Regions from separate parts of the Mus musculus genome. Here regions 2 and 3 are each linked to region 1. The links are chromatin contacts, called in public Hi-C and Micro-C maps. All regions are on one chromosome and are shown on one strand. The core of a region is the stretch at or near the end of the contact, and the rest is flanking DNA. Distances in the headings are between cores, read along the strand shown.

Region 1 (3,742 bases), core at 459-2,958:
ACTTGTCAAAAAGAAAATGCGGCTTTTCCTGCCCTGAGGCTATCTCAAGGGAGGAAGAAGAGAGTATATGGAAGCCTGCCTCCAGAAGACTGGTGAGAACAGAAGGGTTGGCCAGCCCCAGGACAGCCCTCAAGGCAAGCTATGACTTTTACCAAGCCAGACACTCACATAAAGGCCCTCAGTAAGGTGACTACATAAAATGCAACCCAAGCCAGACATTTTAGCGTGATGAAGGAAGCTATTCAGGACTCCAGGCTGTGGTGGCACACACCTTTAATCCCGTCACTAAGATGGCAGAGGCAGGCAGATCCCTGAGTCAAAAGCCAGCCTGGTCTACAGAGCGAGTTCCAGGACAGCCAGGGCTACACAGATAATCCCTGTCTATAAATTATATGTAATTATTATAAAATATATGTAATATTAGATAGATAGATAGATAGATAGATAGATAGATAGATAGATAGATAGATAGATAGATAGAAGGCCTACCTAAACAAAGAGAAGGCAAATCAAGAAGGGTGGGTGCTGGGTGGCCTTTGCCATCGGTGTTGATATTGACAAGGAATGAGTTCTACCCATGGAGCAATAACTATATAATAACTTATATCCCATACAAGAGACTTAACACAGGCACAAAGGGACTGGTTATCTGGAGGACATTAGTAAATCTCTCAGAAAAACTGAAAGAAGGCAGCAAGAGAGGTGGGGGCACCCAAGTTGAGATTTGATGGCTACAGAGGAACTGAGGCATGGCAGTAGGAAGTCAGGCAGAGGTCATCAAGCCCAGAAACTAGCCTCTGTGGGATGCTCAGGGAAAGGCAGGGTCAATCGGATATGCCTGCCATAGACCGCGGCAAGAATGACATGGGCACCCCGGGCTGGGTTTGGCCTACTGTGTAGACAAGCTGACATCTGTTTCTAAGTATGATTCGCCAAGTCAATTCTCCCCTCCCCGGGTTTGCTTTGTCTCTGCTGGGCAAGTGGTCTTCTCTCTCCATCAAGGACTCTCATCTGAGGAAGACACCACTTCCGGGTTTCACTACCAAATTCTCCCTGAGTCTCTAGCCACGGAGAAATGGGTTTGGATGATCACAGGAAGTACCTTTTTGGCAGTCCAACATGGCCAGAAATCTGAAGGGGGTGGATTTTAGTGGCTCTCCCTTTTTGATATTTCGCCTTTGGGAGACTCTTTCTCTGCTTACTTTCCAGGACTTACAAGTCCGGAGTTCCTTTGGACTTTAGAGACCTTAGGCTTTTAGAGACCTGAAGGTCACAGGATCAAAGAGGGACTTTCTCCTTTGGTCCTTAAGACCAACTGGTGAGGTAGGTTGAGAACAGGTAACAGTTAACAGGCAGAGAAAGGATTGACAGCTGCTGCCAGGAGCTCATCAGCCAGGCTTTGTATATGGAGCACCGTAAGCTTTCCAGCAGGAAGGAGGGGAAGGGTAGAAGGAAGAGGAGTAGCAAGCAGAAAGGGGGAGGAGCAGAATAGTGCCGAAGGACTAAACTAGAACTTTCTTCTTCGCCCCACCTCCAAACTTACCCCTCCCTCGCAACCCAGGGGGGAGAAAATGGGTCTGAGGCTGTGCGGTTGGGAAGGGCGGAGGGTAACATCTTCACAGATGCTGCAGCTTGGCCCTGCAGGGCTGCTGGGCCTTTGAAAGGCCACTTGTAAACTCTTGGTTCCGAACAGAAAGGCAGCCGGGAGGAGCTGGGGCGCGGGCAGGGGGAGGAGACCGGTCTGCCTTCAGTGCCTAGAAATCAAAGCAGCCAACCTTGGGCTTTTTCTTTCCTTCACACTGAGGCACTTTTATTGGCGAGATGAAGGGAGGCAGAGAGGGCCTACAGCCCTCGCTTCGCTTTTGGAGGTTAATGACCCAGTTAGCAGCTCTTGGCTGAGTTTCCGACATTTTGCAGACATCAAGCCCCGCGCCTCTGCCAAGTACATTCTGTTCCCTGGAGCCCATCCAATGCATCTCAGATTACTATGTAATGCGACAAAGAGGGAGAGGCGGCTGGGAGGGGCCCGGAGAGCTGGGCGGGGTGAGCGGGCGGTAGCCCCGAGAGCGGGACGCAGAAGCCGGCTGGCGGGGAAGAGGATGCCACTCTAAATACAGCTGCTCCAGGGGAGTCGCATCCCTCGAGGGGCTTCTTAGCTGGAGAGGGAGCCCGAAAGGAGGGTGGACAGGCCCTGTCCTCCAGGAATCCTGCCCCGTAGAGCCCGGCACGGTCCAGAACGCAGATGGGGGTGGGGAGAACAACCGGAGACCCGACAGGACAGCGGGAGGAGGAATCCAAGGGGCGGGCCTAGGGGCTCGGCTCCGCCCCTCCAGGCTGCCCCAGGCCCGTCCCAGCAGCTCCAGGGGTGAACAGCCTGCTGGCTAATTATAGACCTGAATGGAAAGCGGCGCTTTTGAATGATCTTGTTGCTCGCACTGCCTTCAGAGTCTGAGGAGCAGGTGCGGCCCTGCTATATACAAAGTGATTCATTTAAAAGCCCTCTGTCACGTACGCTCACTTACTGACACACAGGAATCCTTGTGCGCTCCACCACCCAAAGGATTCCAGAACTGGCTTAAAAGAACTTGAGCTCAGGGCAGAAACCAAGCGACTATTGGAACAACTTCACCACTCCTTAGTAGTCTCGCAGAGTAGATGAGAGAGGGTACTAGGCCTTTCTCAAAATGTTGAAAAGTAGGGTCTTTGCAATTTACAGCTGGAGAAACGGAGGCTGAGACAGAGTTTTGAGACGTGTCTGTGAGAGCGGGAAGTCAGTGTGAAGCTAAAGAGAAGCATGGGGTCCTGCCAGCCCCTTCCTCTGCCTGCCCAGACTGGAGCTTAACGTCTCCCATCCTGAACCTCTGGCACGGAAGAACACCCCTCCTTCTAGAATACCCCTCTTTCCTGAGTGTGGCACCTACCCGTTGCACCTCCCATCCCTGAATCCCACCAGTAAACCAGCTGAAGCCAGTTCCAGGCCTAGGAACTGGCAATCATGCCCATTTTCCCTAGTGTTCTGTATGAGTCAATCTGTTACGGCTCTGTCAGCACAATGCCCTGTGAGGAACTACAGAGGGGGCAAAACTTCCTTCCCTGTCAGCGTCTTACACCCACCTCGGGTTCACACTCACAGCTAGCCAAGACTTTCCATGACCTTGATGACCAACTGCAGTCTGCATAAGCACAATGGAGCCTCATGCCCATTTGATGGAGTCCTTGAAGAGTCTTGGAGGGAGGAAATGACTGGCTCATGGTCATCTGATGGTGAGTCTGTATGGAGAGAGCCCAAAGTGGGCCTGTCTGCATCCTGAGTTGAGGTCAACACACTTACTTCTTTCTTAGATCCGACCACAAGCCCACTCAGTCACAGAGAAATATTGCTGTGAGCAATCTGATTATTTGCTCTCTGGTCCCCACATCACCATACCAGTTTTGTCCACACTTATGAATCTGGGTGTAGAGAACTGTTATTTTTCTCTAAACATCTCTAAACCCAGCCAGTGCATCTGGCCTTAAATAGAAAGGCTGTCCGTCTCACCACCTAGGCCCACAAGTTCCACCTCACCTTTGCTGACCATTTTAAACTTAACATTTTCCTCGTTCAGTGTGAATGGTTAAAGAACCACCGTCGAAATACCGTGCTGAAAGAAACAGAAATTGGGGGGTAGAGATTATTTTAATAGCTTTTTACTTGCCTCTTGAAAGGAAGTTCTGCATCTTAGGATTTATAAGTATCCACCCT
Region 2 (4,150 bases), core at 323-2,822, 170 kb before region 1:
AGTGTATGAGAAGAGTGAAGCTGGCACAATGCATATTAGAATGACAAGACAGATACCAGGCCCTCAAGATGTCCCTATATCTGTTCCTTTCCCAAGGTACATATATATATATACATATACATATACATATACATATACATATACATATACATATACATATACACATACACATACACATACACATACACATACACATACACATACACATACACACACACACACACACACACACACACACACACACACACATACACATACATATACATATACATATGCTGCTTTTCTTTGGATTTGTTGTTGTTGTTGTTGTTGCTTTGATAAACACCATGACCAAAAACCACCTGAGAAGGAACGTGTTCATTTCATCTTACAGATTAGTCCATTGCTGAGGGATTTCAAGGCAAGAACTCAAAGCAGGAAGCTACAACAGATTCCACAGAGGAACGCTCCTCACTGGCCCTGCTCCCAGGCTAGCATTTTTTCTCTCCAATAACTCAAGTCTATATCCAGTTGACAGCTAACGCAAACTAGGAACCGTACCCCTTGACAATTTGATACACCAACATCAACATATCACCTTAAGCTATAACCTTTTCTTTCTTGTTAGTCTTCAAGAACTTACGTGACTATCATAACTTAAATAAGTACATTAAAAGTCCCACACTCTTGACAAACCGGTAACGCCTACAAACTACAACAATGGCCAGAATAAAAAGCAAGATATCCCAAAAGATACAATAGTAGAACTTATACCTTGGGGGTAATTCAAACGCCTCAGACTCGGACTTAAGGCCTAACTAGAAGGCAATTCATGCCTAACACTGTAAACTTAGGCAACCAGCCATAGATGATAAGGCCATGGAACCTAAAACACCTGCTGTTACCATTCCCCTAAACCAGTAAACTTTCTCACTGCAGTCTAAATAACATATTCACTTAACTTACTTTTACCTTATACACCCAGATAAGTATTGTTTTCACCCAACATCAATGAGATCACTACAGAAAAGCCACTACCGGCCAGAGATGCTTCTCACTCCTGACTAATACATTACATCATAACCCTTCCATCTAACACTTAGGACACATCACAGAAGAAACGCAAGGAGATAGTAAGACTACTGCTATCTGCTGTAGGACTACTAAGACTACTGTGACATAATCTCTTCTAAAAAGAAAAAAAAGAAAAAGAAAAGGAAAAAGAAAAAAAGAGGGGGAGCACAAAGTGAGAGGGCAGGGGGAGGGGCTCCTCTGGGAAGAGTTGAGGAGAGGACTGAGGAGGTAAATAGGGTGAAGATATAGATATATTCTATGAGATTTCCGAAGAATTATTTCAAAAATAACATACTTTTGCTAGTTCAGTGTCTCTTTAAAGTGCTTTAACTGTGACTCCTGTAAAACCAAAAAGAAATTAAATACTTTCTTTTCCAAGAAAGGAGGAGAAGCAGGGCATAATTACAATCAGATCAACATAAAACAGAAGTCCAGTAAGTCACTCTGTGTCACATCTGGGACTCACTCATGACCTAGTTTCAAAAGGCTTGGTAGCTCAGCTCTGCCAGCCATAGCTGTCTAAGAGTCTCAGGCCATCTCTTTAAAACAGCAGCCACTCCTCTTGGTGGATGTCCTATGGTTCTCACTCCAGAATTCTGGGCTCCTCACTAAAAATGATACTTTTACCAATTCCCTTTCCTCTTCTTTCTTCAGAACTTGTCACATGCCAAATGTCAGCCACTCTCCATATCCCTCCTTGGTCTTGCATCACTTGTGCCTTCAAAACGAGTGCTAGATGGGTGATCCTTATACAGAATTAAGTTCAGCTTCCAACTTTAGATGTAGAAAGAGCCCCACATCCATAGCCATTACTAGTACAGCAACTACTGTACACTAACCCTGTGGAAATACTTCCCGAAAGATTTCACCTCAATGATGCTAATCTCTTGTTAATCCTGATTTCTCATCCCCAGATGAGCAGCATCAGTTGTCCAGGAAAGAGATTTTATTCCTAGGTTCTAGTCTCTTGTCAGTCACAGATGATTCTCCAGCCCCTGCTGACCAAACACCAGATTAATTCAAATATATCACACAAAGATCCTCAACAGAGACTTTTCTTCCCTCTCAAACTTGAGGAGCCGGGCCTTCGTCATCTTGATTTCTCTGAGCATTCTTATAGTTAAGTTCCCATGCAACAGCCTAGTAAGGTCTAAGCACTCAACATCTTTTTCAGCTCAGATCTCCAAATGGTTCTACAGTGCTACCCCCAAAGCAGGTTCATCGCAGCCACAGGCTTCTCTCTCGGTACCACTGTAATAAAGCACTGAGCAAAAGCATTTTAGGAATCAATGGGTTTATTTCATTGTGAAGGTTTCAGTCCTTTGTTGATGTAAGTCAGCAATGAAACTAAAGCAAGGCTTTGTTTATTGCTGTAAAACAGAAACCACCGAGTGAGGAATTCTGCTTACTATCGGGCTGTTGCGTTTGTGTTCAGCTATCTTTCTTGTATCACCAGGATTTACCTGCCCAGTGATGGCACTGTACACAGTGATCTGGCCCTCCTACAGCAATTGGCAATCAAGAAAAATGCCCCTGGTCACGCATAGCACTCAATATGATTGAGGCAATCCTCCAGTTGAGAGTCCCTCGGATAAGTAAGCATCCTTTTAAAATGATCTCTATTTTATATCAAGTTTGTGGGGTTTTTGGTATTTATTGATGTTGTATTCCTAGCAATCTGTTACTGTGTTATGTTTTATAGATATAAAGATAAAAAGTTATGCATTCCTGCATTGCGTTATCTTAGAGGTATTTCATAAGGGCACAAGTATAGACACAGCGCATTACAACAGGAATAACTGTTAACAATATAAGGTAGAGACTGGAAGATTTGCATTGGCATCATGCAAACATTCCTTTTCCTTATTGATTCTCTTCTGCACTGGCCTTATCAGTGAGACTCTCCCTGGTTTCTTTCTTGAGCTAGTTTCCTTTTATAAAGTTTCTTAATGAGCTCCTGTTCTAAATTACATATCCCAAATTTCAGTTTCTCTTGGTTCTTAAATAAGGCACTTTGGCTTTCACCAAAGTGGAAGAGTGTCTTACCGACAGATTTTGATACAATCAGCCAGCCAGTTGACTCCTCCCCCAGCAAGGTATCCACCAGGACCAGGCAGTCTCTACCAGTGCAGGGATCGAGTATATCCCTGCAGCTGAATCCTGCTAACTACATCCCACATGAAGTTTAAGCTCTGAAGCCAAGAATGAAGTCAGGTTATGAGAGGCCAGGCAGTTGAAGAGAACCTAGAAACCACACGTAGATAATATATATTTTGTTCATACTAGGGGAAGGCTTGCTGGGCAGGCAGACATCCAGTGCACACTGTTACACGCAGGCTACACATAGGGAAGCACACAGGAACAGACCAGCATATAGGTAAAGCCATATGGATACAAAGTTTTGAAAGGTGGCATTCTATCAGAAGTGGTTATATTATAGATTACACCACAGTTTACCCTTTGGTTTCCAGGATTTCTAATGTCCATTATTCATAGACCTTTGGTTGTACAGCCACCTTGGCCCAGGCTGAATATGAGCACCATGCTGTCCAAATGTACACTGTTCTTTATAACCCTCTGTTTCTTCTCGTAGACAGGCAAGCTCCAGGAATATGAGGAGGAGAAAAGAAAGGTATTGGTGAATAGGATAGGACAGAGACGCAGAGTTTACTGGAATAGTTATATCCAAAGAGCTTGGTTGCTAAGAACTGGGATGATAAACCAAGTAGAGAGTATAATCTTCAAGTTTCCCAAAGAAACTTTGCAAAAATAAAAATTGTTTTCATGGAAAAAGAAAACACCACCACCAACAGCAACAAGAACAAACAAACAAACAAAACATGACGGTCTTTTCTCAGGGTTCCAACTGCTATAAAAACATAATGTCTCCGGGGGGTTTTAAAGAGCAATAACTCAGTAGTTAAGAGTACATACTGCTCTCACAGAAGACTGGAGTTTGGCTCCCAACACCCTTCTCAGGCAGCTCACAGTGACTGATAACCCCATCTTCAGGAGTTCCAACACTCTTCTGACCTCCAAAGTTACCTGTGTGTGTGCACGCACACAGGTGTGCATTCATGTTCATGTGCACATATGT
Region 3 (4,067 bases), core at 230-2,729, 240 kb after region 1:
AATGCTAGGGATATGATAAGACCTAGGCTGTCTACCCTTCCAAACATTTTTATTCACAAGCTTCCAGTGAGAGGCCCAGCTCACCTACTCACTACATCTTCTGGATCTTACTTAGCATTGTACTGGCTAGAATAACTACAAGGACAAGGTTAGTGTGCTCAAAAATGTCAAAACCTATGCTTTCTTCTTTTCTGCTCATCTTTGACTTCCAACAATGTCCAATGGTGAATTTAGCAACTAGGCTCCAAAGTTTTACAAGCCAAATAGGTAAATTTTTAATAACCTGCTGTTCATATTAAGTGTGCTGGATGGAAATTTAGGAGTAAGGTTCAAACTTTTCAAAGCTTGAAAAGTATACAGATTTATCTGGTAGAAGACTGTTTATTGATATAAAAATCAAATCTGTCTAGGATACTGCTTATATTACTCTACATTGTTTGCTTTTGTGATATAGTCCTGTTTTGTAACTCATAATGTTCCTGACCTCTGGATCCTGCTGTGTGGGATTTCAGACATTCACCACTACACCCCAAATTATGATTCTGATGGTATAATACCTATGTATCTAGGAGTATAAAACCAAGACTGTAGAATATATTATTTAACAAGTTAGTTTGGTCAAAAAAAAAATTCTAGGACAAAGGCTCAAAATTCCCATGACAAGTGGAGGATGGGCTTCTTGTAGATGAAGAGATACAGCCTGAAGCTAACCAACTTATCTTATCTTGACAACTTCAAGCCAAGGGTCCCTTGAACAATGTCACAGCTGACTGGGAATGGTGTGCAGGGAGGTTTCCAGGTCCATGTTCACACTGTAATTGTAATGTCTCTGCATTTAAAAATTAAGATTTCTTGATACACAGCCCAACTATGTATGCACTTACATTGGCTTTATCAAAGTGCCTATAAATATATACATAAGTAGAGTCACAAATGCAAGTGTCTTGCTCTACACTCTCAGGCCTAACTCTGTAAGTATTCACACTCTGAACATATTTCAAGGCTGTTCCCTGCATTTGCAGTCTTGTGATTCACTTCTAGATTAGGAAATAATCAGGGTGTATAGTCAAAAACTCAGGCAGGAAGGCAGATGGACACAGCAGCCCTTACAAACTGTTTCCCTAGGATACCAGGCAGAAGCAGGATCTTAACCAAGTATGGAACTGGCAGCCGGAATTTGGAAATAGAAACTGAGCTGGGGACTGGTGGGAAACCCCAATAATCCATCTTCCAAATGATGTACAGGAGATGACATCTGAGTAGGGGGCATGCTTTGTGGGGTGGAGTTCAGTAAGTCTTAGAGAACAAGTGTTTCCCCAAATGATAATTTCAGTAAAAAGAACCACACACAGCTTCCAGCAAGTCTTCGTAGCCATTTATGAGAAACGAAAAGAGAAAGAAATAAGTCTACATGGAGAAACCATGTCCAAGGCCTGACTCATGGTCAAATGCAGAACCAGACTTGTGAATCTGCATAGACTAGACATCCCATTACCTTATTACCATCTGTCTACCCCGAGCACCAAAATAGGCTTTTACAGAGTTCCTGGGCTACTCACTGCATTTCCACAGACTTTGAAACATCCTACAGAACTTAAGATCTCTTTTGTACAATTTTCAGTGACTCACCCTACCCACATGCACTTTAGATTAAAAGCTAATGTTACTTTTCTCTTGTATTTTATCAGATTATTTTAACATTCCCTATGAAAGACAGAGACAGGGAGATGGGCAAGGAGACAGACTCTGGTCAGGAGGGATCTATGAGTGCAGGTGCTCATAAAATCCAGTAGAGGGCGTCAGATCTCCTTGGGAATGCAGTTCTGGCAGTTATGAGCTATCAACCCTGGGTGCTAGGAACCAACTCACATCTCCTTCAAGAGCAGTGAGATCTCAACTGCTGAGCCACGTAGGACATCATTTGTTCCCCACAGCAATCCTTTTAAAGATTTTTCAATTGTGTGTGTGTGTCTGTCTGTCTGTCTGAATATGGGAATATGGGAAATGAATATAGTTCCCTTGTATTTTACTGTGATCTCAGGGCACTGTGTGCCTTTTTCTCATTTACAAAGATGTGTTAAAGAACACAAGAGATAGTTTCCCAAGAAGAGAAAGTGACTGTGCAAACACCTACACTATGCGGCCAATTTCAGTGTAAGGGTTCGTGTGTTCTAGGCACAGGGCTTAAGGCCGCCCTTCCCTGGCTGTGGTGTTTGTGTCACCTCTCTCCAGTGCTGAACCTTGGCTCCCATCTCAGTAAGAATGGTATTCCATTAGGGTCTCGTGGCGATTAGTGACATGCTGTAATATTCAATACAACTTAGTCATCAATAAAGGCTTTACTCTGCTTCCTGCCATGAGCTACAATCAGGACGGAAGCAAACTTCTACTAGTACCAGGCTCTCGTCTACATTAGATGGGTCAGCTTTCTCTCTTCCCACAGTCTTTACACTTGCTGACATCCCAATAACAAATGTCATGTGGGTGCCTGGTCCAGCAGAAGCTATAAAAGACACCAGAGCATGGAGAACCTGAGGAGGAATTAAGAAGCCTCGGAAAGTGTGAAGTGAGGGATGTATGGTATGCATTTGTGTGCACTGACACATGCCCATCAGGAAGAGTGGGTAAAAGAAAGCCCTATTCCCTGAAAGTCACACCAACCGCATTACCCTTGGATTGAAAAGTCAGTGATTTCCTGCATATGCATCACGCATTTAAATTTGGAAGCAATTTTTCCTCGTGAGATAGTTCATGCATTGCTATTAATATAGAAAATTCCCAGAAGTCAGTGAAGAAAGGTTATGGATCTAGAAAGCTAGGGTTCAAGTTTTTGTTTGGCCACTGTGTACCTTTGAAACCCTGAGCAGGTCCTTGGGACTCAGTTTTTTAACTTGAAAAGACACAAGATACAATATGGACTTTATGCACTTTGGATGATTATGGTGAAGCCTGAACGAGGTAATAACTTGATTCCTTCAGCTAACAAATCCTCCCTGAGCTTTTCCTTCTTGCCAAGTGCTGAAGTGAGGCTCCAGCAGCCAACATAGCAGCTTCTCCCTTACAGAACTCAGCTTGTATATGAATGTGTGAGTTTGTTCAATATAAGCAACACACAGACACAAAATGGATACACATACACATTTATACTACACACTTATGTGCATAGCATAGGATAAGTGCTGAACTACACAGAAATGCACGTAAAAGAACTTTGTAAACAACAAAAGGCATTCAAGTCCAAAGTGCCTATTCAGCTCCACATAGTAGGACAGGCCTGCATGCAAGGATTTGGGAGTTTGAGTTTTAAATATTATTAATTCAAGTCCAGCCTGGGCTACATGACATCCTGTGACAATATCTATTAATATTGTTATAGTAGGGATTGCAATATAAACTTTTCTAGAAGTAATCCATCCTTGTGTCTTCCCATAAATGTGTACTTTTTTGAAAAGTACATTAGGGGGCAGACCCATAAATGAATCAGGTAAGTTAGAAGTAGATCTGGCCTTCAGAAGGTTTATAGATCATAAAGACAAGGTGCAAAATAAATTCATACTGTCAGTGATATAAGTCAATACAAGGAAAGCCATCTCAAAGAGTGTGCAAATACATGGCCATTCTTGGATGTGGAGAGGAGACTTCTGGAAAGAAAGTGCAGTTTCAGGAGCAGCAAAGCTTGTCCTGGCCACGAAACAAGGCCTGGAGACCCTAGGTGGTTCCCAGTGCACAGAGGGAAATGCAGACAGCAGCGATGGCATAGGGTTCTCAATTTAGCTCTTTAAGTTTTGGCCAATGCAGGAAATCTCCTTGTTCCAGCCCCCAAGTTGTAGCCTTCACTAACATGGAATAAGATCTGTGTTTCTTGAACATAGTTTTTCTAATTTCAAAAAAAGTTTCTGGTAACTATTACAGAGGCTCTATTTTGGCCTCCAGAATGGAGACCCTTTCAAAGACAGTAAGGAAATAAAATGAAAAAAATAAAAAAGTTTGTTCCTCTCCATGGAGTATATACACTAGTCACTTCCAAAAATACAATTGTGGAAAACTGAAGCTTTTCCTATGAAGTA

What was found. Hi-C and Micro-C count contacts between places; a contact is called where the count stands out from the background.
Region 2: a Micro-C map of brown adipocytes shows a contact between it and region 1, with 5 times the contacts expected there. The contact joins the enhancer-like site here to the promoter of A230028O05Rik in region 1. A contact is called at or near these places in 6 of 484 Hi-C or Micro-C datasets (brown adipocytes, liver, muscle stem cells and 2 more).
Region 3: a contact with region 1 is called in a Hi-C map of bone marrow-derived macrophages, with 11 times the contacts expected there. The contact joins the enhancer-like site here to the promoter of A230028O05Rik in region 1. A contact is called at or near these places in 13 of 39 promoter capture datasets (the 3T3-L1 cell line, 3T3-L1-derived adipocytes, the C10 cell line and 7 more), 3 of 15 datasets of contacts at CTCF or cohesin (CD8 T cells, large pre-B cells and pro-B cells), 69 of 484 Hi-C or Micro-C datasets (3T3-L1-derived adipocytes, the AML12 cell line, the AtT-20 cell line and 35 more), 17 of 115 datasets of contacts at active chromatin or transcription factors (T-cell acute lymphoblastic leukemia, acute myeloid leukemia, bone marrow-derived dendritic cells and 9 more) and 1 of 9 other capture datasets (embryonic stem cells).

What each region holds. Positions count from the first base shown.
Region 1 is chr16:25,057,605-25,061,346 of GRCm38.p6, reverse strand. It overlaps A230028O05Rik (RIKEN cDNA A230028O05 gene), which reads right to left and starts at 1,708. Exons shown (of 3, transcript NR_040374.1): 1 at 1,544-1,708.
Region 2 is chr16:25,222,408-25,226,557 of GRCm38.p6, reverse strand. No RefSeq gene overlaps it. Among named protein-coding and RNA genes, the nearest start is that of Gm32196, 46 kb to the right of the region's middle. Within about 2 kb of position 1,572, at least 13 of the 459 cell types and tissues checked have an H3K27ac peak or open chromatin away from gene starts, as enhancers often do. A contact at or near this core is called in brown adipocytes, where this site is marked.
Region 3 is chr16:24,820,118-24,824,184 of GRCm38.p6, reverse strand. All of the region lies in intron 8 of Lpp (LIM domain containing preferred translocation partner in lipoma), which reads right to left. Among named protein-coding and RNA genes, the nearest start is that of Mir28a, 5.7 kb to the left of the region's middle. Within about 2 kb of position 1,479, at least 6 of the 459 cell types and tissues checked have an H3K27ac peak or open chromatin away from gene starts, as enhancers often do. A contact at or near this core is called in bone marrow-derived macrophages and hippocampal neurons, where this site is marked.